Regions from separate parts of the Sus scrofa genome. Here region 1 is linked to region 2. The links are chromatin contacts, called in public HiChIP or PLAC-seq maps. All regions are on one chromosome and are shown on one strand. The core of a region is the stretch at or near the end of the contact, and the rest is flanking DNA. Distances in the headings are between cores, read along the strand shown. Region 1 holds the start of NDUFB1 (NADH dehydrogenase [ubiquinone] 1 beta subcomplex subunit 1). Region 2 overlaps TRIP11 (thyroid receptor-interacting protein 11).

Evidence for each region. HiChIP or PLAC-seq counts read pairs in DNA pulled down with a chosen protein or histone mark.
Region 1: a contact with region 2 is called in an H3K27ac HiChIP or PLAC-seq map of alveolar macrophages. The contact joins the promoter of NDUFB1 here to the enhancer-like site in region 2. A contact is called at or near these places in 1 of 5 promoter capture datasets (liver), 4 of 47 Hi-C or Micro-C datasets (alveolar macrophages, liver, retroperitoneal adipose tissue and 1 more) and 1 of 2 datasets of contacts at active chromatin or transcription factors (alveolar macrophages).

The regions. Positions count from the first base shown.
Region 1 is chr7:113,657,840-113,663,005 of Sscrofa11.1, reverse strand. It overlaps NDUFB1 (NADH dehydrogenase [ubiquinone] 1 beta subcomplex subunit 1), which reads left to right and starts at 3,069. Exons shown (of 4, transcript XM_003482306.4): 1 at 3,069-3,116; 2 at 3,247-3,424. The coding sequence starts at 3,069. It overlaps CPSF2 (cleavage and polyadenylation specificity factor subunit 2), which reads right to left and starts at 3,103. Exons shown (of 16, transcript XM_021099625.1): 1 at 2,942-3,103.
Region 2 is chr7:113,582,052-113,587,417 of Sscrofa11.1, reverse strand. TRIP11 (thyroid receptor-interacting protein 11) reads left to right here. Exons shown (of 21, transcript XM_021099621.1): 4 at 2,106-2,381. Among named protein-coding and RNA genes, the nearest start is that of TRIP11, 16 kb to the left of the region's middle. Within about 2 kb of position 3,052, at least 1 of the 83 cell types and tissues checked has an H3K27ac peak or open chromatin away from gene starts, as enhancers often do. A contact at or near this core is called in alveolar macrophages, where this site is marked.

The sequences.
Region 1 (5,166 bases), core at 1,820-4,319, 76 kb before region 2:
AAGGTTATGTATTGAGAATCATAAAAGAGGTTAAGATCTTAAATTGCTAAGGACTGGTAGGTCCTGGGTAGAAAGAGACACAGAGAAAAGGTATTCAAAACAGGAGAGTAACATGATCAAAGGCCCAAAACAAAAGCTTACAGAGTACTAGTGACAAAACTAGCCTGGCACACCATCATATAAGCAAAAAATGAAAGAAAAGCCCTAATGAATAGAAAAGGGCCAGCTAATGAAAGGCCTTGGAAACTCTGGACCTAGTTCTAACTGTTGGACAGAACAGGTAACAAAGAGATATTTTAAGATCAATTATAAGATGACAGGATATAGGCAGTTCTGCAGATTCAAAACATTTGCTGGTATGTGTGATTGTTTAGATAAAGTCGGTGGTCAAAGCAGGGAGATAAAAAAAAAGAGAGGATTTAGCAGCCCCCTCCCTCCTTTCACCTTTGCTGGTGCTATTTTGAGACTAAACTTCTTCAGCCTCAAATGCACCTTATAACTCTGCGACATGAGTTCACGAGTCATTGTCTAAGGAACCAAGGCTAGAAACTCTACATGTTTGATTCCTCCCTTTGCTTCTTGAACAGACTGTTACCACCTCCGGAATTACTCTCCCCTTAGAATTCCTTGTACATTTACCATTCCCTCCCCATTCCGACAGCAAGTACCTTAATACAGGGCCTCATTGCCTTACATTTGGGTTTCTGTTTCTTGGCCTCCAGCCTTTCCTCCCTTCATCTCAACCTAAACCCTACTGCCAGATTAATCTTCTGAAACACCCCCACATGTATGAGTCCTTGCTTAGAAATCTCTGAAGGCTTCCTACAGTCTGAAACAACCAAACCTGGAGGGTGCCAGCAAGCTGCCCTGACAGCACTGCTGACCATCACCAGTTTAAGGCCCAGCCTAAATTCCACTCCTCACTAATTCCTCTATCATTCATCTAGACTAGTACGGCTCTGTCCAATAAAAACAGCATGCATATCAAATGTAATTAAAATTTTTTTTCTGGGCCACATTAAAGTTTTACAGGTGAAATTAATTTTATTTAACCCAACATATCCAAAATGTTATCATTCCAACATGTAATCATTTTTAAGAAACTGGTTTTTTTTTTTTCAGTCCTAAATCTTCAAAATCCAGTGTGTATTTTATATTTACAGCACAACTCAATTTGAACTGACCACAATTTCAAAAGCTCAGCAGCTACATGAGGCTGGTGGCTACTGGAATAGCACAGATAGCAACTCTGAACATGCTTTGGACTGTGGAGCGTTGTGCTCTGTCACCCCTAAAGTGCAAGGAGGCACCGTCCTATTTTTATGCACATCTCAGACTAGACTTTAATGGTATCACCAACCACTTAGTCTCCCAGACGAAAAATTCTGAAGTCACCTTCTTACCACAAATTGGCTGCCACCAGTTGAATTCCTTTTTGACATTTCAGAAATGTCTAACATCCTTTACTATCTTTCCCCAATGAAGGCACTCATTTCCTTACCTGAATGACTGCAATTTCCTCTCATTCAGTTCCAAGTTGATCTTCCATACAGCTATCAGAGAGACCATCCTACAAAAAATAGCCTCATGCCCCCTTCCTTGTGCAAGGCAGTCATTGGCTAAGTACCAAAGAAAATCTCACACCTTCCTTGGAAAGCAAGGTCCTTTACAAGTTTACCTCAATCTTCCTCTTGCTTCACCAACCACCCTTGCACAGCATGCTCAAATACATTCATTCTCCCGCTCTCCCCAAGCTTGCCAAAACTTCTCCAGTCTCTGCATCCCCGCACTGCAACCAAGAATGACCTTCCCGTGAGCTTAGTAAATTCCTTTTGGCCCTTCACGACCCAGCTCAAATTTACTCTTTTATAAAGCTATTCTGGTGTCTCCAAGCAATGGTATTTACATTTAGCTGGCACAAGTGGGCACAAAGAATAATGGTGAATGGATGTTGAATGGCATGAGAGAAGCGTTCAGGTGAATCTTTTAATCTCCAATACGGAGCACAGCGTTCAAAGCAACGTACATGTGTACTGAAAGGAATGAACCCTCACGACATCATAAATTGCTGCTGGGCAGCGGTTTTTGACCAACACCATTTCATCTTAACTATCTATCAAAGTTACTTGCTTTCTTAATAACGATTGTGGGTGCATGTTAATGACAACTAAGGGGAATCAGCAAAGTCTAAGGAAAATGAGAGTCTGGGTTAACCTCGAAGACTCGTAAGAAGTCTCCTCCTGGTCAGTTCCGGGAGAGCACTGGTTTCCTAACAGGATCAAAGGGGTTCTAACATAAAAAACATTAAAATATTATTAGGGCATGGGCAATTGCTCACTCAAGTTCGCCTGGTCACAGGAAGCCAGACTTGCCAGGGTTAAAATTATTCTGACCTCTTGTTTACTGAAGAGTACGTAAATAATGATAATACGGGAAGTGCTCAAAGGCTATGGGGGGTAGGGGGGAACCGAAACTTTTTTTAATAAAGCATGGTAAGGTCTTTGAGTCGATTAACTAAAGAGGACGCCTGCTTTGTGGCCAGTAGCCTCGTGGTCTCTCAATCCGAGGCGACAGGAAGACCCCAAGCGAGGAGGCTGAGAACAAGGCAGCCACAAAGCTAAGGAGCCAAAGCGGACGTCGGATTAACTCCTCCGGCGCCGAGACTCAAAGGGGAGGGAAACAGCAAAAAAGAGGGAAGGAGAGCATGGGACTGAATCGTAGGAACTGCCACAACAGAATCGGGAGCTTCAGACCCATGAAGAAATCACTGTTTCCCTCACTGAGCACTTCGGCCGGGAATGACCAGGAGAGTCACAACCGAAACCCCAGGCGCGCGTCCCTGGTGGAGACCGAGTCAGAGTCGGAGCCAGGCTCTCCCCGAGGGCCGAGGACGCCCCCTCCCCCATCCAAAGGCGCACTGATTTCTTCCGCCCCCACTTGCCTCGTCAGTCCTCCCCCAACGCCGTCCACTGCCCTTCCCAACCCCTAGTAGAATCCAGGTTCAAGAACGAGAAAAGCTGATGTTGGCTCAGCAGCACCCGTGACGATCTGCCAGCAGAAAACCCTCAATGGCGGCCGCCATTTTGAAACTGGAGGAGACCCGCGGAGGCGGGGAGGCGAGGGGTGATACCATCTTCGGGGGCGAGGGGTGACAAAGCTGGAGGAAGGAGGTGGTGCTAACACCAACTCTTCACCTGGGAACAAAATTTTATTTTTAAAGGCTGTATAATGTGTTAAATCTTAAAGAAATGTGATAAGAATCAAGGAGTGAAAGGAAGAAGATTTATGATTTCCCGGAGCCACCCCTCTCTTCGAGCGGGCCCGGCGAATGGTAGATCCCGAGGCCACAGCTTCCGCCGGCGCTGGTGGCTGGGTTCACCGCTGCCCTTGGTCGTGGGGGTCGTTGTTGGCTCTGAGGCCGCAGGTGGGTCTGGGGTCGAGGCGTTGGAGGCGGCTAGAGTTGCTTTTGTGCAGGCGGAGTGGGGTGAAGTTCTAGGAAAGCCTTCTGCAGCCTGTGTACGGGGAGGTGCGGGGGATCTGGGACTTTGCAGGACTGGAGCGGCGCGGCTTCCCAGGCTTCCCAACGAAGGAGAGGGGGACAGGGGAGGGGGGGCGGAGAGGGCGTTGCTTTCTGGAGGACCGCTGCGCTCAGCTTTCCCGTCTGATGCCTTTTGAAAAGGGTACTCTGAGGCTAGCATAACTGGAAAATGTCTTTTGATGTTGCCCGAGCGGAGGAGACACTATCTGGGATCACAGCTCCTAGGCTGCAGGAGAGAAGGGGCTGCTTCTCCAGAAAGATCTCCGATTCGTCCAAGTTTCAGAGTTCTGTCTTGCTTGTTACTCAGCATCGCAACCTTGCTCTGTTCTACATCTCAAATCCTCTTGAGCCCACCATTCCACAAAATATGCACTTTGTAAAAACTTAATTTTTAAAAAAAGGATTTATTTGTGCTTTATTTCTAGCGTGTGTATGTTGTTAAGACAGGGTTCCAGACCTCAAGGAGTTTTCTGGCTCCCGACTTTTTTTTACGTTAAGTCGACACATTTTGATCAATACATATAAGTGCAATAGAGACTAATTAGAGAATAGAATTTATTTTTTTAATGTCTAATCAACTATTATTACAACGTGAGTTTGGAAGGACTTAGAAAAATACACACCATATACAGTCTTCTTTTGAGAAGTTAAGAGAGAGAAATGGATTGAAGAAAATGTAAATAATACAAGCATACCTCATTTTATTATGCTTCACTGATATTTTTTAACAAATTGAAGTTGTGGCAACCCTTGTCAGATGATGGTTAGCATTTTTTAACAATAAATTATATTTTTAATTAAAGTATGTACAGTGTGTTTTTAGACATAATGCTATTGCATATTTTAAATAAACTGTAGTATAGTGTAAACAAGTTTTATAGGCACTGGGGAATCAAAAAATTCTTTTGACTCACTTATCTCGGTATTTGCTTTATTGCAGTGATCTGGAACCAACCCCATAATATCTCTGAGTTATGCCCTTATTAGGAAAAATGAGATAAAGTCAACAGTAAGGCTAAAATAAGTGTTGACCTTTCTGTCTACTGTAAGAGACAGTAAAGCACAAATAAAGAGCTTGAATCAAGGAGCCAGACTGCCTGGGTATTAATCCCTGTTCTGCTACTTAACAACATCTGTGATCGTAGACAAGTTGATTGTCCCTGGATTTTCTCATCTGAAAAAAATATTCCTACTGCTTTGGGGCCATTGTATCAGTATGTGAGGGTTACCTGAATTGATGATTGTGCAAAGCAGTAAGAACCATGCCTGACAGAAAGTAATGTAAGAGTCAGCTCTTTCTCAAGATGGGGTGGTGGGATGGAGTTTCTGCTTGGCACAGAAGTTGAGAATCTAACTGCCGGAGTTCTCGTTCCATGAGGATTGGGTTTGATCCCTGGCCTCGGTCAGTGGGTTAAGGATTCACTGTTGCCATGAGCTGTGGTGTAGGTTGCAGATGTGGCTCGGATCTGCATGGCTGTGGGTAGGCCCACAGCTGCAGCTCCAATTCGACCCTGGCCTGGGAACTTCCATAGTCTGCAAGTGAGGCCTTAAAAAGAAAAACAAAAAATAAAAAACCTTTAAAATTTAAATTTAAAAAAGAAAAAAAAAAGAATCCAGCCGAAGCAGCT
Region 2 (5,366 bases), core at 1,803-4,302:
GCCTTTTCTAGGGCTGCTTCCCACGTCATATGGAGGTTCCCAGGCTAGGGGTCTCATTGGAGCTGTAGCCGCTGGCCTACGCCACAGCCACAGCACTTTCAGATCCAAGCCGAGTCTGCGACCTACACCACAGTTCATGGCAACCCAGATCCTTAACCCATTGAGCCAGGCCAGTATCAAACCCGAAATCTCATGGTTCCTGGTCGGATTCGTTTCCGCTGTGCCACGAGGGGAACTCCATAGCATTTGCACTTTTTTAACTCTATAACTCTATAACTCGACATAAATGTCTGTGTCTATTGTATAATGAGAACTTTTCTTTGTGTTATAGCTGTATTTGAAAAAAATGTTAATTTCAGTACTTTTTAGTAGAATGAGAGATAATGTATGGATATACTTTAGATCTGCCATTTTCTGAATCTGTTTGCTGCCCTCATTGTAATGTTCATGTTCCTCAAAGATGCAATTTGCCTCATTTATGGGAAAATGAAGTTTGTGCATCACTGTGTACCTCCATTAGAGAAGGGGCTCTGGTATGCAAAAAACCTGTTTATTATGACATTTTATGTAATTGTATTGGGTATTTATTTATTTATTTTTCTTTTTGCCTTTTCTAGGGCTGCTTCTCACGGCATATGGAGGTTCCCAGGCTAGGGGTCTAATTGGAGCTGTAGCCGCTGGCCTATGCCACAGCCACAGCAACGTGGGATCCGAGCTGCATCTGTGACCTCACAGCAAAGCCAGATCCTTAATTCACTGAGCAAGGCCAGGGATCGAACCCGCAACCTCATGGTTCCTAGACGGATTTGTTAACTGCTGCACCACAACGGGAACTCCGGGTTTTTATTTATTTAATTCCGGGTTTTTATTTATTTAATTGCTCGACATTGTACATGTAGAAATACTGTTACTTGTTAGTTACTTCCTCCTTATCAAATTTTTCCACTGTGGCAAGGTGTCTTAGGGACTAGTTAGAGTCTTTAACTCGTCTTTAACTTTCTTGTTTCTAGTCTGAAATAAGAAAGCTTATTTCAGTTTTCTCTAGTTTACTCACTGTTATGTTTGAGTATCTCTCATTTGGAATGGATGTGGCATTATGGTAAGTCCTGTGTTCATAACTTCTGTTGGACATTGACTTGGTATTGCAATCTTCAGTCAAAACTCCGCTCAGGGTTTCACAATTTTTTTTTCACTGTTGTCTTCCTTAATTAGTAGAGTCAGATTTTCACTGGCCTCTCTTTGCCAGGGCTAACGCGAAGACCTCTTTTCAATGCTTGATGTCCTTCTAAACCTAAGAATCACAGGCTTACTTTATTATCTGACCTGAGAATTTTGGATTTAGCTAAAGCTCTCTTTCAGCTGCGTTTTGCAGAAATAGTACAAAGTTACCCTGATTCATGGTACATGAATCCAGCCTGAATCCAGCCATAGTCAGTTACATTAGACTCTTCCAACAGGTGTTCTAAGGAAACTTTGCAATGCAGAGACTGGTACAGCTTTCATTTGCCACTTCTTTAGGCTTGATAATCAAACCCTAAGAAATTGCCTGTACTACATGATATGTAGAAGATGGTAAACCAGTATTTAACTGAGAGTTTCATTGCTTTTGTTGACATCTGAGTGAAATTTTGATCCTCATCCTAATTGAAATATTAACTATGTTTTAATCTATGATAACCATGTTTGTTTTTGAAGTAAAAATGTTATATTGGTATGTTTAGACAACTTGGATTCAGTTGTGATAGAGTACCATGATTGGCTAATTTTAAACTATTAGAACTTATCTTTTTTTTTCTTTTTATGGCTGAACCTATGGCATATGGAAGTTCCCAGGCGAGGCGTTAAATTGGAGATGCAGCTGCAGGCCTACAATACAGCCACAGCAACACTGGATGTGAGCTGCCTCTGCCACAGCTTGTGGCAACGCCAGATCCTTAACCCACTGAGTGAGGCCAGGTATTGAACCCACATCCTCACAGAGACAACATCAGGTCCTTAATCCACTGAGCCACAATAGGAACTCCAAACTATTAGTAACTTTCAACATTGTTAAATCAAGACGGTTATTTTAAAGTACCTCGTCTAAAATATGGATTTAAATACAGGTAGAAATCAGCCATCTTAAAGCAAGACAGATTGCACTGCAGGATCAGTTGCTGAAGCTACAGTCAGCTGCACAGTCAGTGAATTCAGGAGCTGGGGGTGTCCCAGCAACCACTGCATCGTCTTCATTTGGTTATGGTTTAAGCCATGCTTCGGCTTTCCATGATGACGACATGGACTTTGGTGACATGATTTCATCACAACGAGAAATAAACAGGTTGTCAAATGAAGTTTCAAGACTTGAATCTGAAGTTGACCATTGGAGGCATATTGCACAGGTGGGTAAAATTTTTGTGAGTTTTTGAAAATTATTGAGTGAGTGCTCTCTGTAGAACTTTTGGTATCAGAAAGAATCTGGACTAGAAAATCGAAAACCTGTATTCTAATTCTTAATTTTGCCAGTGACTTTCTAAGTGATTTTATGTCGTCTTTCTCAGCCTGTTTTCCCTTCTGTACGATACTTGGAAGAGATTAAAAAAAAAATTTAAAGTAGGAGAACCATGTTTGTTTGTTTTTGCTGTACCTTGGCATGTGTAAGTTCCTGGTCCAGTGATCAAACCTATGTCGCAGCTGTAGCCAGAGCCACAGCATTGACAATGCCAGATCCTTAACCCACTGAGCCATGAGGGAACTCCAAGGGAACCATGTTTCTTCAAAAAATAAAATTTACAAGCCCAGGTCTTAAGACAAAAATGGAGTTGCCATGGTCGAACCAACACCTTTTTCCCTGGAGTCCCTGAGGCGTCACTGGTGGAAACCAGGGCTCCAGGGAACTAGATCTGAAACTACTTGTTTCTGTTGTCTGAGGTTCTCATTTGTGCTAGTTATATGTAAAATGAAAAGTCTGATAACTGGTTTTATAAACCATAAAATGAACTATTTTGTGTTGTTTCTCACACGTTAGAAATTAAGTCCTTTCTTAAGTTCCCCTTGTGGCTCAGCGGGTTAAGAAATCGAGTAGTATCCATGAGGGTGTGGTTTGATCCCTGGCCTCGCTCAGTGGGTTAAGGATCCAGCATTGCTGCAAGCTGTGGCGTAGGTTGCAGATGTGGCTCAGATCTGGCGTTGCTGTATCTGTGGGATAGGCCAGCAGCTACAGCTCCGATTTGACACCACCCTGGGAACTTCTATATGCTGCAGGTGTGTAGCCCTAAAATAGACACCAAAAAATAAATGAAATAAATAATTGAGTCCTTCCTATATTGAGCTGTAAACTTTCTTCTAAGGATCCTTTTTTTGTTTTATCAGATTTTATGTATCATTGAGATTGCCCGCACACACGAGACCCAAAGTAAACTGGAACATTATTCATATGGATCTTATTTGATCAGTGTGGAGACAAGTAAAATATATAAGTAAAGAGATTATTTTCTATCTTTTTGAGAGTGTAATCTAGTTTTATGCAGGAGAAATCTTCCCAATTAAAATCATCTCCTTGCTTCCCAGGACCTTCCTAATCCTCAAAATAAACCTTAGAGAGGATGATGTTTGTCCATCTTATCCTTGGAAAGCAGAAGTTCTTAAGCTTTGTGTACAAATAGCCTGAGGAACTAGATAATATTTTGGGTCCCCTTTCCTACCTTCAGAGATTAGAGATTAGTATTTTGTAGCCTATTTTAAGGTGTTGGAAAATCCATTCAGACAAATAAGTACTCAGGTTATTCTCTTGAGCTGAGGAACACATTTTAAGAAACATTGCTTGGTAAGATTTCATGTGGAGAAAATGGATTTTTTTGGGTATATTTACTTCAGTATGTCTTTCTTTTTGGTCTTTTTAGGGCTGCACCTGCAGCATATGGAAGTTCCCAGGCTGGGGTCGAATTGGAGCTGTTGCTGCTGGCCTACACCACAGCCACAGCAACACCAGATCCAAGCCGTGTCTGCGACCTACACCATAGCTCACGTCAATGCTGTGTCCTTAACCCACTGACCGAGGCCAGGGATGGAACCCACATCCCCATGGATACTAGTTGGATTTGTTACCGCTGAGCCACAAGGGAACTCCCACTTCAACATATCTTGAATGCCTATTATACGATAGACCTGTACTGGGATATAAAGGTGAAAAAGGCATAGTTGGTGGTGTTCCCACTGGGTCACAGTTGGTTAATGATTGGCCTTGTCTCTGTGGAGGCTCCAGTTTGATCCCCAGCCCACCTGGTGCAGTGAGTTAAGGATCCAGCACTGCTGTAGCTGAGGCATAGGCCACAGTTCCAGCTCGGATTCCATCCCTGGCCTGAGAAATTGCATATGCTTCTTTTTGGTGGCCCAAAAAGAAGAAAAAAGGGGGGGCATAATTGGGATGTTTCAGGAGACTTAATTTTCTTGCAAGGCATATTGGAAATTAATATTTATACTTTATGTTGCTGTATGTACTAACCCAATAAATTATCTTTAATAACTACGTGAAGTGTTTATTTCTCTATTTTGAAGATAAGCAAAATAAAAGTTTAAGTAATACACCTGTTGTCACAGAGATTAAGTTGTGCTTCAAACACACATCTTTAAACTCCAGATCCTTTGTTCTTTCCAATACACTGTGTTCGTTCTTTTATACAGAGAGCAGATTTTGGTACCTTAACATGTTATAGTAAATGTTACTATATTTATTGAAGATAAATGAACAATATACAACTTTGAGAAGAAAATAACCCAAAAGCCAGCATATTAATATTAGCATTATTAGCAATATTAGCATTAGCATTATATTGGGTAACTTTCCATTTTAGAAATTATCTTTTAGGAAGCTGCTTAATTATCATCAAATTTACATTTTGTTAAGCCAAGAAAAATATTCTATGTTGTTTCCCTTGTTTTGTAAAAGTGCTGTCTTCCCCAGTTAGTTAACAAATTCCTGAATGGTATCTTTTGGACTAGGTTCTTTAAGAGGTGCCTGGTCCAGTAGTCCAAGAGGTGCCGATCCTTAACCCACTGAGCAGGGCCAGGGACAGGACTCACGTTCGGTCTAGGTTGGACTAGGTTCTATTGGACTAGGTTCTTTAAGAGGTGCCTGGCATTCTTTAATAATAATCTATCTGGGAAATGCCTCCTATTTTTTATTTTGGCTGTGCCCACAGCATGCAGAAGTTTCTGTGTCAGGGATTGAGTGCCAGCCACAGCAGTAACAGTGACAAGCTAGGCCACTGGGGAACTCCCATTTTTTGAAGCTTACAATTAAAAATATATATATCTTTAGGAGGCTCAATGGTTAACGAACCCGACTAGTATCCATGAGGATGTGAGTTCGGTCCCTGGCCTTGTTC